2 separate regions of the Sus scrofa genome follow, and region 2 is linked to region 1. A link is a contact called in public HiChIP or PLAC-seq data. All regions are on one chromosome and are shown on one strand. Each heading gives the region's core, a stretch centred on a gene start, on an enhancer-like site or on the middle of the called end of the contact. The rest is flanking DNA. Distances are from core to core; before and after follow the strand shown. Region 1 holds the start of C9H1orf105. Region 2 has its middle 42 kb from the start of FASLG.

The links. HiChIP or PLAC-seq counts read pairs in DNA pulled down with a chosen protein or histone mark.
Region 2: an H3K27ac HiChIP or PLAC-seq map of alveolar macrophages shows a contact between it and region 1. The contact joins the enhancer-like site here to the promoter of C9H1orf105 in region 1. A contact is called at or near these places in 2 of 5 promoter capture datasets (fetal liver and liver), 14 of 47 Hi-C or Micro-C datasets (alveolar macrophages, embryonic fibroblasts, fetal heart ventricle and 9 more) and 1 of 2 datasets of contacts at active chromatin or transcription factors (alveolar macrophages).

The regions. Positions count from the first base shown.
Region 1 is chr9:114,826,605-114,832,534 of Sscrofa11.1, reverse strand. It overlaps C9H1orf105, which reads right to left and starts at 4,121. Exons shown (of 6, transcript XM_021063651.1): 1 at 4,030-4,121; 2 at 559-649. The coding sequence starts at 4,121. It also overlaps a transcript of PIGC not described here.
Region 2 is chr9:115,107,167-115,112,733 of Sscrofa11.1, reverse strand. No RefSeq gene overlaps it. Among named protein-coding and RNA genes, the nearest start is that of FASLG, 42 kb to the right of the region's middle. Within about 2 kb of position 1,648, at least 2 of the 83 cell types and tissues checked have an H3K27ac peak or open chromatin away from gene starts, as enhancers often do. A contact at or near this core is called in alveolar macrophages, where this site is marked.

The sequences.
Region 1 (5,930 bases), core at 2,872-5,371:
CACTGCAAAAGAGCCCCTAATGTGGGGAACCCCCTGTGGAGCACAGCCAGTGTCCCCCAGTGGAGAGGATTCCTCTGAGGAGAGAGGAGGGGAGGAGGTCCTCATGTGAGCTTCCATGGGTTTAGAGGGTTGTAGGTGGGAAGCAGAGGGATTCATGGCGGTGGTGGAAGGGGGTTAAAGACTCCAGAAAGGAGGATTGGTTCTGGACACAGGCTGAGAAGCAGCTTCTGAAGTTCTCAGGGAAGATCTCTCAATGTGAATTTGGCAGGGAGGGGTGTGTGTGTGTGTAGTGGGGGGGGGGTGTTCCCTTTTTGATGATTCTAACCTGATGCCTTTATTCTTAGTTCTAGTGGAGGGTGGTGGTGGGGGGAGCCCTAAGATGCTCAGGACCACGTGAGGGGGTGTTCATTCATCTCATAGAACAAACCTCTTGAACAATGATGACGTTCCAGACTCAGGCTGTGCTAGGGAGGTAGGAAATGCCTTTGCATTCACTTTCTCTGTCATCCTAGAACCAGCTATGGGTTTCTTTTCAATTAAAAAAAAAAAATTGAGTACCTTCGATACGATATCTGGCACTTGGAACAAAATTGGCAAATTCTTATCCTTCTTGGATGAACCCAAAAAAGTGGCAGAGGATTGAGGATATCTGAATAATCAAAACAAGAGTGAGTTAGAACCGTAGTCCAGGTTAGGAGAGCCAGGTCCCTGGCTGTTTCAGAGAAAACTCCAGGAACACCCAAGGACTTGCTCCCCACCCTGATCCTGAAGGACTCCGAGCCACTTTGGAGCTGCCACAAGATTTTCTCTCTTTAGTCACTCTGGCTTCTCTGTCCTTTTGGTTTTGAACTAACCAGCGCCAGTCGTGGATGGTTGGAGACTGTGCAAATAAGGCCAGAAAAAAAATGTGTTCATGAAAGCAGCTGTATAAGGAGAAATGCACCCCAGAGTTCCTTCTTGGAAAAGCCCATGCAGAAGTTACTAGTGTTTAACCAGAGCAGTCCTTTCTGCCTGGCCTGCTTTCTCAGAGTTTCTGTCCCCGCACCCAGAAACAATCCACCATTTGCTCCCATGGAACATCTTCTCCCTCCAGTTTTCTTCCAGAACATTCTTTCTTTCCAGGCAGAAGGTGAGGCAGAGATGCTGCAGAGATTTTACCCGTTCTCCTCACAGCACGACCCACCTTGCTGGCTGCTATGGTTCATTTTATTACAGTCTAAGGAGCCAAGGTGTGCAGGGCCTGGACCTCGTAAACAGCCCTTGTGTGCAGCTCTGTACATGCCCTGGCCTCCAAGAAATGGAAACTCACTCAGAATGCCGGCGGTTCTGCCAAGAACAACCTCTCCTCTCTCATGAGGAAAGATTTCATTGTCCATTATTCATTTATAACAAAGGCATGTGCAAGGAGTTTGATGTGCACAAGGCATTTGTTTTATTTCTCCCACCATTTCCCTGGGCCCCGGGAGAGCAGGGAGTTGGGTCTGAGCCAACTCCTTCACTGCCTTTGTCTATGATATGTGAACAGCTGGCCTTGGACTTGACACCCAAGAGCTGGCCAGGAGAGACCAGAGGCCACTTTAGAACAGCAGTTCAGCACATAATCATCTCATACAAATAGGACCTCAGTGTGACCTGAGAGCTTTCAAGACTGATGATGGTTGTGGCTTCAGCACCATCAGGCCAAACTGAGAGTCCCCCTGGAAGGAAGCGGTCTGAAGGCAGTGACCTTCAGAACTGGGTCTCCCCTCCTCTAAGCCCCCAGGCGTGTTCCCAGAGCTCACAATTAAGGGTGCTCTGAGCACATTTCACTAAATGTTCCTCTTTTTCAGACTGTTCTGTGTTGGGACTGCTTGTCCAAAGCTAGGTAATACTTCAGACACATTCAGAACTTTCTAACCAAGTTCTCAGAAAGGGGTTTTGCCAAAATAAACAGCTTGGGACTCAGAGCTTTGGTCAGATGAGTTTACAGTTCTCAAGAATTGTAGGTACTTAAAGCATCCTTTCAAAGGATTTTCCATTCCTATCTTGTCCTTCTGAAAGCTCAGGGCACCTCACAGGTGCTGTCCAGGAGTCTTAGAATTCTTGTGAGGTAGGTGAGTGCCATTTCTCTTAACAAGAGTTTAGATGACTCCCCAAGTCCTCCCAGTACAGACATGAGTAAAGCCTCAGGTTGTGTGAGGTCATTTCTCCTTGCAACCAGCTCAAGTCTGGCTGGCTGGAGGGAACACTCCTGTGTCCCTTCCCAGATGGCTGTCCCCTCTGACACTCCAGGGCCCCCCACTTTATGCCCCCTTCCACACCTCCTGCCAAAGGCTTGTTCAATCGAGGAATGAGGTAGCTGGGGGGTGAGAGAGCTATGCACAAAGATGCTTCGCTTCTGGCTGCAGGGGTAGGTCTGAGGGGTATGGGGGTGGGATAGGAAAGTGGGATATTACCCTCTTTAGACCCTAGCCATTGCACATAAAAGTCCATATTTCCACCACTGCTGGAAAAACCAGCAGATCTGGCCACTGGGTTCACATACTTTCTGGTAACATTGAGTAGGTAGAGGCAGACTGTCCCTCTCGGAGGGAGGTGATCTCCCCTTCACTACAATTCCCTTTAGGCCAGATCTACTCATTTATGTCATCCATCTGTCATTGTCGTGCAAATTTGTACCTGCCCCTAATTAACAGGTGCTAAATTGTCATTACCCATGCTGATCCTTGAGGTACTAACTCTTAATACGAACTAAGTCACCTGTGTTTTTTTTTTAATAAACAAGCCTTCAGGTTTACTCAATCTAGGATTGCTGCTTTATACTAAGACAGTAGCTAGAGTTCAAATATATTCAAAGCTATGAAAAACAAAACAAAACAAAACAAAACCGAACAACAAGTACTTCATAGGTGCTCTGAAAATACACAGAACTGTCTAGCTGCTTACTGAGAATGTGGTTTTTAAAAAGTGCATCGGACAAAGCAAAGGTACCTGTTATTGGAAGGGGGATGAGGAGAGAGTATTCCTCATGGAGAGTCATTTATTCATGGCAGGAGGGTATGTGACAGCTACCAACAGGGGAACTCTTTTCAGAGAGTATAGTCTTTCTAGCAAATGACGTTACATGCCAGGGAGCCAACTTTTCATCTATGATGTGCCTATGGACCTGTCTCCTGGCCTGCCCTTTCCTTAATCTTCCCTGATTTCTCCCATTCACCCCTACGTGAACCTCTTACCTACCCTCCCTTTCATTCCCCCCTTCCAGCCCGGTGTCTGTCACCAAATTCAAGCATCGAAACTGGGGGAGGAGGAGTTCCCACTGTGGCTTAAGAATCTGAACTGTAGTCGCTCAGGTCCAGATGGAAGTGAGGGTTCAATCTCTGGCCCCACACAGTGGGTTAAGGATCTGGCTTTGCCACAGCTGCAGCATAGGTCGCAGTTAAAATTTGTAAATTTCAAACTAATGCGAGGAGAAAAGGTAAAATGATGAAGAGGATGGAAGTTTTTTGAAAGTCAGTGCCTATGGGTAGAATTCTTTTGTATATATTTTTCTTCCTTTTTCCCCCTTTCTCTTTTTTTTTTTAATGGCTGTACCTGCAGCACATGGAGGCTTCTGGGCTAGGGGTCAAATCAGAGCTGCAATCGAAGTCCCACACCAGTCATGATCCAGTCGCATCTGTGACCTACGCTGCAGCTTGCAGCAATGCCAGACCCTTAACCCACCGAGCAAGGCCCGGGTTTGAGCCCACATCCTCACAGACACTATATCAGACTCTCAAGCCACTGAGCCATAAAGGGAACTCCCAAAAATTCTCTTGTATTGTTTAGTTGTGGTGGTACAGAGGAAGGTTAATTGGCCTTCTTCAGCCAGGCCAATTCTCAGGGCTCACTTTTGTCTCAGAAACCTTGACCATTTCTGATTTTTTAGCACTTTACTTCTTTCCCTCAACCGACCAGCTGTGCCCCTTGAATAATTGCCCCTAACTCTTAAGAAATCATCTTCTATGAGGTCTTTCTTGAGACCTTTGCTCTCAGTGGCTGAGCTATTACCTTTTGGGGAGGCTGAGTATTAATGGCTTGTTCGTGAGGCTGGCCTTGCTAAACCAGGGAGTCTTGTCAAATCTTGGAACAGAAACCTGGAGAGAAATGGAAAGAGATCATTTTGCAGGATTTATTCCTCCCGACCATTGCCATTGTTAGGATGACCAAAGTCAGTGCAGTCAACACTTTATAAAACATTTTTAAGTTTTGTATTTGACCCTGTTGACTCTCCCAAGAGTAAACAGTGTTATCTCCATTTTACAGATGAAGAAATCAAATCTTAGTGTGATTTGCTAAGTCACACAGCTAGTGAGTGAATTTAGGTTTTCTGACTTTTGTGTCTACTATATCCCTTTGCTTCTTCATTATTCCTAGCTGTTTATGTATCCTCTAAAATGTCCATGACTTCAACTGAACTTTATCAGCCTCCTATTCTAAGTGTTTGGCTGCTTTCAGTCACAGGGCCCTTCTCCCTCATCCCTTCTAGGAGACAAAGAAGAAAGAACTGTACTTTGAAGCTACAGACAACTGGATGTCAGTCTTGGTTAATGAAGCTGTAAAACAAGTGGATGTTGATATTGACTAATCCACTTTCCAGCAGCATGGCCTTGGACAAGTCACAACCTCTCCCAGCATCAGTTTTGTCTTCCGCGAAAGGACGACATTATTATCACTTCACAGATCAATGCATGAGTCAGAAAGTTCCACGAGGGCAGGAATTTTTTTTTTTTTCTATTGCTTAGCTGCTGTATCACTAGCACCTACAGCAGTGCTTGATACTTGCAGAAATTTAGTGAATGTGTCTAGTGTATTCATGGATGCTTCGAAAGTCCCTAGCCGAAGGTCTGGTTTCATAATAGAGCGCGATCAAAGTAGCCATTATAATCTCTCTTCTCCCAGTCCAGCCTCTGTCCTTTGCCTTTCTGGTGCCAAATCCCAATCTCCATGTCCAGGATTTGCTTTCCAGGCATCACCCATTCTTCTAGGGAGAGGAGCCGGGAGTTCCCTTGCGCGGCCAGGAGGGGGCAGCAGTGACCTCAAGGCCGCGCGGGCAGAGGAAGGACGCTCTGGCCGCAGAGGTTGTGGCGGCCCCGGAAGTGCTCGGCCGCCGGCGCGACCCCGGCGCCCCGGATGGGGAAGGAGGCGGGCGGCCGCCCTCGCCCGGCCGCGCACCCCTAGGAACTCGCGGGCAGGTGGGTTCCGAGTGGGAGTCAGTATTTCCGGGCCTCCTCCGCCATCCCCCGCAGGGCCGAGGCTGGGTGAGGGGTGGCGGCGGGCGGGGTACACCCTCGGGGACACCCTCCCCTTCCCCACCCCCTCCCCAGCCCTGTCCCCGACCCAGCGGGCGGGCGTTGCCCTTTTCAGCGCCTGGGACCCTCCAGCCCCCTGCGGCGGCCGTGAGATGCCGGGGCTGGGGTCCCTGCTGCGGTGAGGGAGCCTCCCAGGGCGTCTGGTTTGTGAAGCAAAACCTATCATGGTCTCCATGGAAGACGTAAGGTCGGGCCATAAGAATTTTCTTCGCAGACCTGCTGGATGATCTTGGTATTTCTGACTCTTAGTTTTGCAGTAGTGGAAAGGAGATCATTATCTCCGATCCTTCCTAGAGTTTCGCGTTAAATAAGTAGAATGATAACTCTTTTTAAGGCTGCTAAACTCGGTCAAGGGATTAAGAATCTCCAGTCCTTGGCTTTAGTTAAATAAACCTTAGAGCTTGTACCTTTATTATTATGAGGTTTTTGTTTTTAGACCGGTAACTTTTTTCAGTAATAGATGCCTCTGAGAACCCAGTAAAAGCTTTGGATCCTAGCCTTAGAAATCTGCATAAATTACAACTACAAATATGCATTGACTGGGAGGGTTGTTGAAGGGTCTGAAGCCCATCCATAGACCTCAGGGATATGTGAACCCCT
Region 2 (5,567 bases), core at 399-2,898, 280 kb before region 1:
GATAGAATACAAGTGATTCATGAACTCGGATGGAAAAAAAAAATGCATCTTTATTTTCAGTAACTTCGAACTGGTATTTATACATTTTCCTTTATGAATGTAGGAAAGAAACCACAGTAATATTAACAGTATTTGTGGCTATTACTAGAGATCTCAGATATTTTTCTTATTATCCTACAATCATACAAATATGTTGAAATACTGTTTACACTCATCACTACATTAAACTGGAGTAGTTTGTAGACCCAGTGATATATCCTCTTATTTAATATGTTAATTAATATATAAATATATCACAATTTCAGATATATCAATATCTGTACTTCAATGTAGGTGATTTCATTACATATCTATACTGTGTTTCATGTGCATAAATTAGTATTTTAAAAAGAGATCCATAGCCTAAGAACATTAAGAAATCCAGCAACAAATTGTCAATATTCAAATTCTGTGTCAAATTAAATCAGCTTAGGTGACCAGAGAGATAGCTTCACTGAAAACAGCTTAATATTATGCCCTTAGATTTTGAAGGATCATGAATGGAAGAGACATTACTTATGGGACATCTCTGCAGTCATGCCCATTTCTTTATTATCCTTTATAATGAAACCTACCAAGTTAATTTCTCTTAGGAATTCAATACCAAAAAATACTCCAAATGGGTATTTATGATTCCCTTTATCAAATAATAAGAACTATATCTGTTTTTATTGTTATTGTTTTGCTAAAGCTGCCAAGATGATCAGAGCTAAATTTACTATCTGACTTTACTAACAATATTATCCCAGTTTTAGTGAAAATTGCCTCCTTTCCTTAAAATAGTTTGTTATAACTGTTCTAGCTAGCCTGTGTTGTGTAGTTTTTTTTTTTTTAATTTTAAGTTCACATAAAACAGTTTTGTAAAGTAGGAAAGGTAAGAATTATGAGCAGATTTTTCTTAATGGTTTTGACGGAGTATTAAAATCCTTCCATTTAGCTATGTTATCTGAGTTCTCTCCTATCCTTGGAAAAGGAAAACTTTTAATAGGGTCTTTACTTTCCCCTGTTTAATTTCTAGATGCTTTCTATGTCAGTATTCATGAACTCTGCAACTCCTAATCAACTGCCAGAAGTGAAGGAGCTTCTGTACCGGATATTACGGGTTGTTATGTTATAGGGGTTCAGGTAGACCATACCCACCACAGAAAGATTCCACCAGCCTTGATAGAAATAAACTGCCCCCATGACATTCCAGTGATTCAGTTCTCCCAAGAGTTAATGAGCAGTTATGCAAATGTTCACGAACTGCAGAAGGACTTTGCCTTTTAAGGAGTTACTCATGAAACCAGCACCTGATTTTTTTAATCAATGTAATTGCCACCCACCCACTGCACTATTACACCCTCACCCATCCTCTCTCCCAATCCTCCCCATAGCACCCAGATTCACTCACCTACTCCTGGACCCTCCCCAGAGACTTGCAAGCTTCCAGGAAAAATCAAAGGAATAAAGGTTCTGAGAGAGAAGTGTGACCCATGTGGGTCACTTCAAATCAGTATGAGACTCCTTGAAACTTCACTTTAAATAAAGCACCCATCATCTCCACCCACTAAATATTGACTTTGGCCTGACTCACTGCTATGGAGAGGAAGTAGTAAGTTTTCTTGGTGACTTCCTGATAAAGAATAAGGAGGGATGAGTGGTGTAACTTCACTTCTTCCCTTGACCCTCTGAGTACCTTACCCATCACTTTCCCCAACAGGTGCTAAATGACTAAGCTCTCCTTAGAAAGTACCCCAACCTCTTGGAAGGAAAATCATAAGCAAACCCACTTAAGGGCTTGACTCATGGTAACAAAGGGTAGGAATGATTTTGGCTTAGGGAGTAGAGGTCAACCAGGGAAAAAAATTAAAGAAGGAAAAAAAAAAAAAAGAAAGAAAGCAAAACAGACCAAAATGTTAAGGCTATACCTTAATTTCAAAATTGGCTTTGCACACTGTCCTTGCCAAAGTCTGTTTATCCTAATTATTTGAATTTACCTTAGAGTCATAATTTGTCAATAAAAATGCCATCCTTGAATAGTTGACAAATGCCTCTCAGGCACTCAGAACACTGAAAAGAGCAATGACTCATTCAACAAGAGATAGTAAATGACTACTGTGTATCAGGCCCTGAAAGAGAAATTAGGTATATTTTAGTAAAGAGAACAAACATGGATGGCTTTTTGGTCATTTTTTATAAGGTTAAATATACACCTACCCTGTGACCCAGAAATTCCATCTCTAGGTAACTCCCCAAGGGAAATGAAGGCACACACACACACACACACACACAAAATTCTTCTACAATTGAGTGAGTGTAACAGTCCTATTCCAAAATCTGGAAGCAATCCAAATGCCATCAACAAGAGAATGAAGAAACAATTTTTAGTCTGTTCATACAGTAGAAGGTTAGTCAGCAATAAAAGGAGTGACCCAATTGTCTGCACCAACATGAATGAATGTCACAGGCATTATGTTGAAAAGAAAGCCAAGAATAGGCAAAGCTGTAGTAACATAAATCAGAAAATGGTTACCTCTGGTGAAGAACTAATGTGAGAGGAACATGAGAGAAATTTCATGGATAATGGAAAAGACATCATCTTATTATAAGTGATGGTTACCTGGGTGTACATAATTGTCAAAACTCATCATACTAAACATTTCAAACTTCCCCTTATTTTCTGTAAACAATACCATAACATTAATCTATAAAGAATTATTTCTTCTGGATCACCTGGCCATCTTAAAAAAAAAAAAGACAGAGAGAGAGAGAAGAAAAGAAGAAAACAGGCATAGCCCTTGTGGCACAATAAACAAAGACTGGCAATACACAAGCAAATAGCTAAAAAAAGTACATGAAGTTGAAGAGGATGCTGTAATAGAAAATAACAGAGGGAACTTATTTGTGTGGCTGCATAAGGCTTTTCTGAGAAGATAGACTAAGAACCAAAGGGTAAAATGAAACAGCCCTGCCAAGAGCCCGTAAGAGAAGCATTTCAAGAAGCAGAAATGGTGTGTGCAAAGGCCCAGAGGTAAGAGAGGTTGACAGTTCCAGGAACTGAAGCGGCTAGAGCATGGTGGGTGTTGGGGAAACAAGCATGATATAAGGCTGGGGAGGTAAGCAGGGGCTGGACGATATGGCTCCAGAAGACCATGACCAGGAGTTTGGGTTTTTAACTTTAGAGCATTGGAAAGTTATTGACAGATTTAATACAGGTGAGTGGTGTGATCTAATTTATGGTTTTTAGTTTAACTTATGGTTTTTCATCACTCTTGTTGCTAGGGTGAAATAGAGGCACCCACAAACTATGTAAACCAATTTCTTTCTTAAAAATCTATTAACCTCTTTTCAGAATTAATTGAGTTTTTCAATTGTATAAAGTCATTTTACTCTAATCAGTTTTGAGGGCTTGGGTGTCGAGTGTCCTAGAAGGAGAGTTCTCTGCTAGATGATAGAGGTTTGCCTTTTTCTGACCATTTTGCCCTTTAACCTGACAAGTACTAAATACTCTTGACCCCAGAATGGAGCTTGCCTATTAAGAAAATGCAGCCTCAACTATTTCAGCTGAAGCTTCAGGGGGGCATACCAAGAGCAAGTATAAAGGAAGAAGTTACCCCCATCAGCTACTCCCACCTGCTGAATCAAAGGCAGTGTGAGTATAGGGAAAGGTGCAGACTTCAAACCAGATTACCTCTCAGGCATTCTGCAGCTATCTTAGAAGAAAAAAAAACCTAGGTTAGCAGAAAATAATAAAGCAATTTTCTCATTTCTTCCCCTCACACCTCAACCTCCAACCTCATGAAGGGGAGATAGCTCAGCCTGCTCAAAACTCACATGGAAAATACCCATCAGCTCTGCAGCTAAGGAGCTCCGGAGACAATTATTTTATGCACCAAGGACTCTGCAAACATTCTCCAGTTACCTGTTTATGCACCACTTGGAAGAATGAATAAGATTCCACCCCCATGGGGTTGCCTGATTAAACAAAAAGTAAAAGTTGACAAACAGAGGGAAAGAGTGACAAGCTCAGATACCTCATATCTGCAGTGGAAATCAATACTCAGCAAACGTAAGCTGGGGAAGCACTACCTAATGGGAGAGATCAAAAGAAAAAGCTTCAGCTGTTCAGTTTTTAGCCCGTTAGCTGAAACAGGTGTTTTCTCAGTCAGCAATCGGTAGAGCAGGGAATACCCATGGTGACCTCCACCTTTTCCTCCCACTCGGAGAGCAAACTTTTACTTAAGAAACATTTCCCCAATATCTTAAAGCACTGAATCATTTTTAAAATGACAAAATTAAAAGAGGTTTAAAAACAATGCAGGCTAAACCAGTTAAAGGCAGGAAAATTAAAAAAAAAAAAAAGAAAAACAGACAAGGCAGAGCAAATAAGCTCTAATTATAGATATTTGGAACCTGATTCCCATGCCTCTGGCCAGGAATACTTTTTTTTTCCCCTGAGAGCCACCAATGAGGGATCTTCATTTATTTGAATGTTATTGTCCAATAGTAAATCATTTGATGTGAGTTAAGCCCTAGACAGAGTACTTGCCACTATTTTACCCCTAAAGCCAACTCCTGATTTATTTACTCTAGAGATCTATAGTCTCTCCCTCCTCCCTCTTTCTCTCCTCATATGTAATTTTTTTTTTTTTTTTTTTGGCCTTTTTAGGGCTGCACTCACAGCAATGGACTTTCCCAGGCTAGGGGTCGAATAGGAGCTATAGTATGTGACCTACACCACAGCTCACAGCAACACTGGATCCTTAACCCACCAACCGAGGCCAGGGATCAAACCTGCGTCCTCATGGATGCTAGTCAGATTCACTTTCGCTGAGCCATGATGGGAACTCCTTGTATTTCTTTTTTGATTTAAACGTTTTGCCAAATAAAGGATCTGAACGTTAACTACTGGTTCCAACCAACTCTTGGAAGAGCATTAAGTCTCTTCTAAATTCAGGCATGAATTTTAAACTCAGTATACTAAAATTCAAAGTGTTTTAAATTTATTTAAAAGAGAAAATACTTAAGTACTGCTCGATTCGATTTAGAACCTAAACATCTCCATAAGACTCTAAAATGAAAACAAGAGAGTATTTTAAAAGCTCCTAGAACAGGCAAATATTCAGAAAGCATCCATACCTATTTCAGGAAAGGTGGAGCAGACCAGTGTCAGAGGAAGGCATCCATGGATGTGGCCATGGGCCGACCTGGGCGCTGGATCCAGGAGGTCTGAGGTCTCGCACTCCTCTCCCACCCTTGCACTTGGAAAGTATGCCCGCCGACCATTCTCACAGTTGGAACCATTTTCAACGATGCAGTCTTGAGAGAGTAAAGTGTTATTGAGACCATCTGGATTGAATACATGACTGAGCCTTGTCAAGGCCTCTTAAAAATATTTATAGCACCTGGAGGGCAGGTGCAGCTACCCCAGACAAGCCTCCTAAGTTCCTTTGCTGATTAAACCTGTGGCCTACCAACCTGAGTGTTCTGTGTCTTTTTTCACTCTCTCCTTTTCCAATCTGTAAAAGTACTGTTTGTGAACTCAC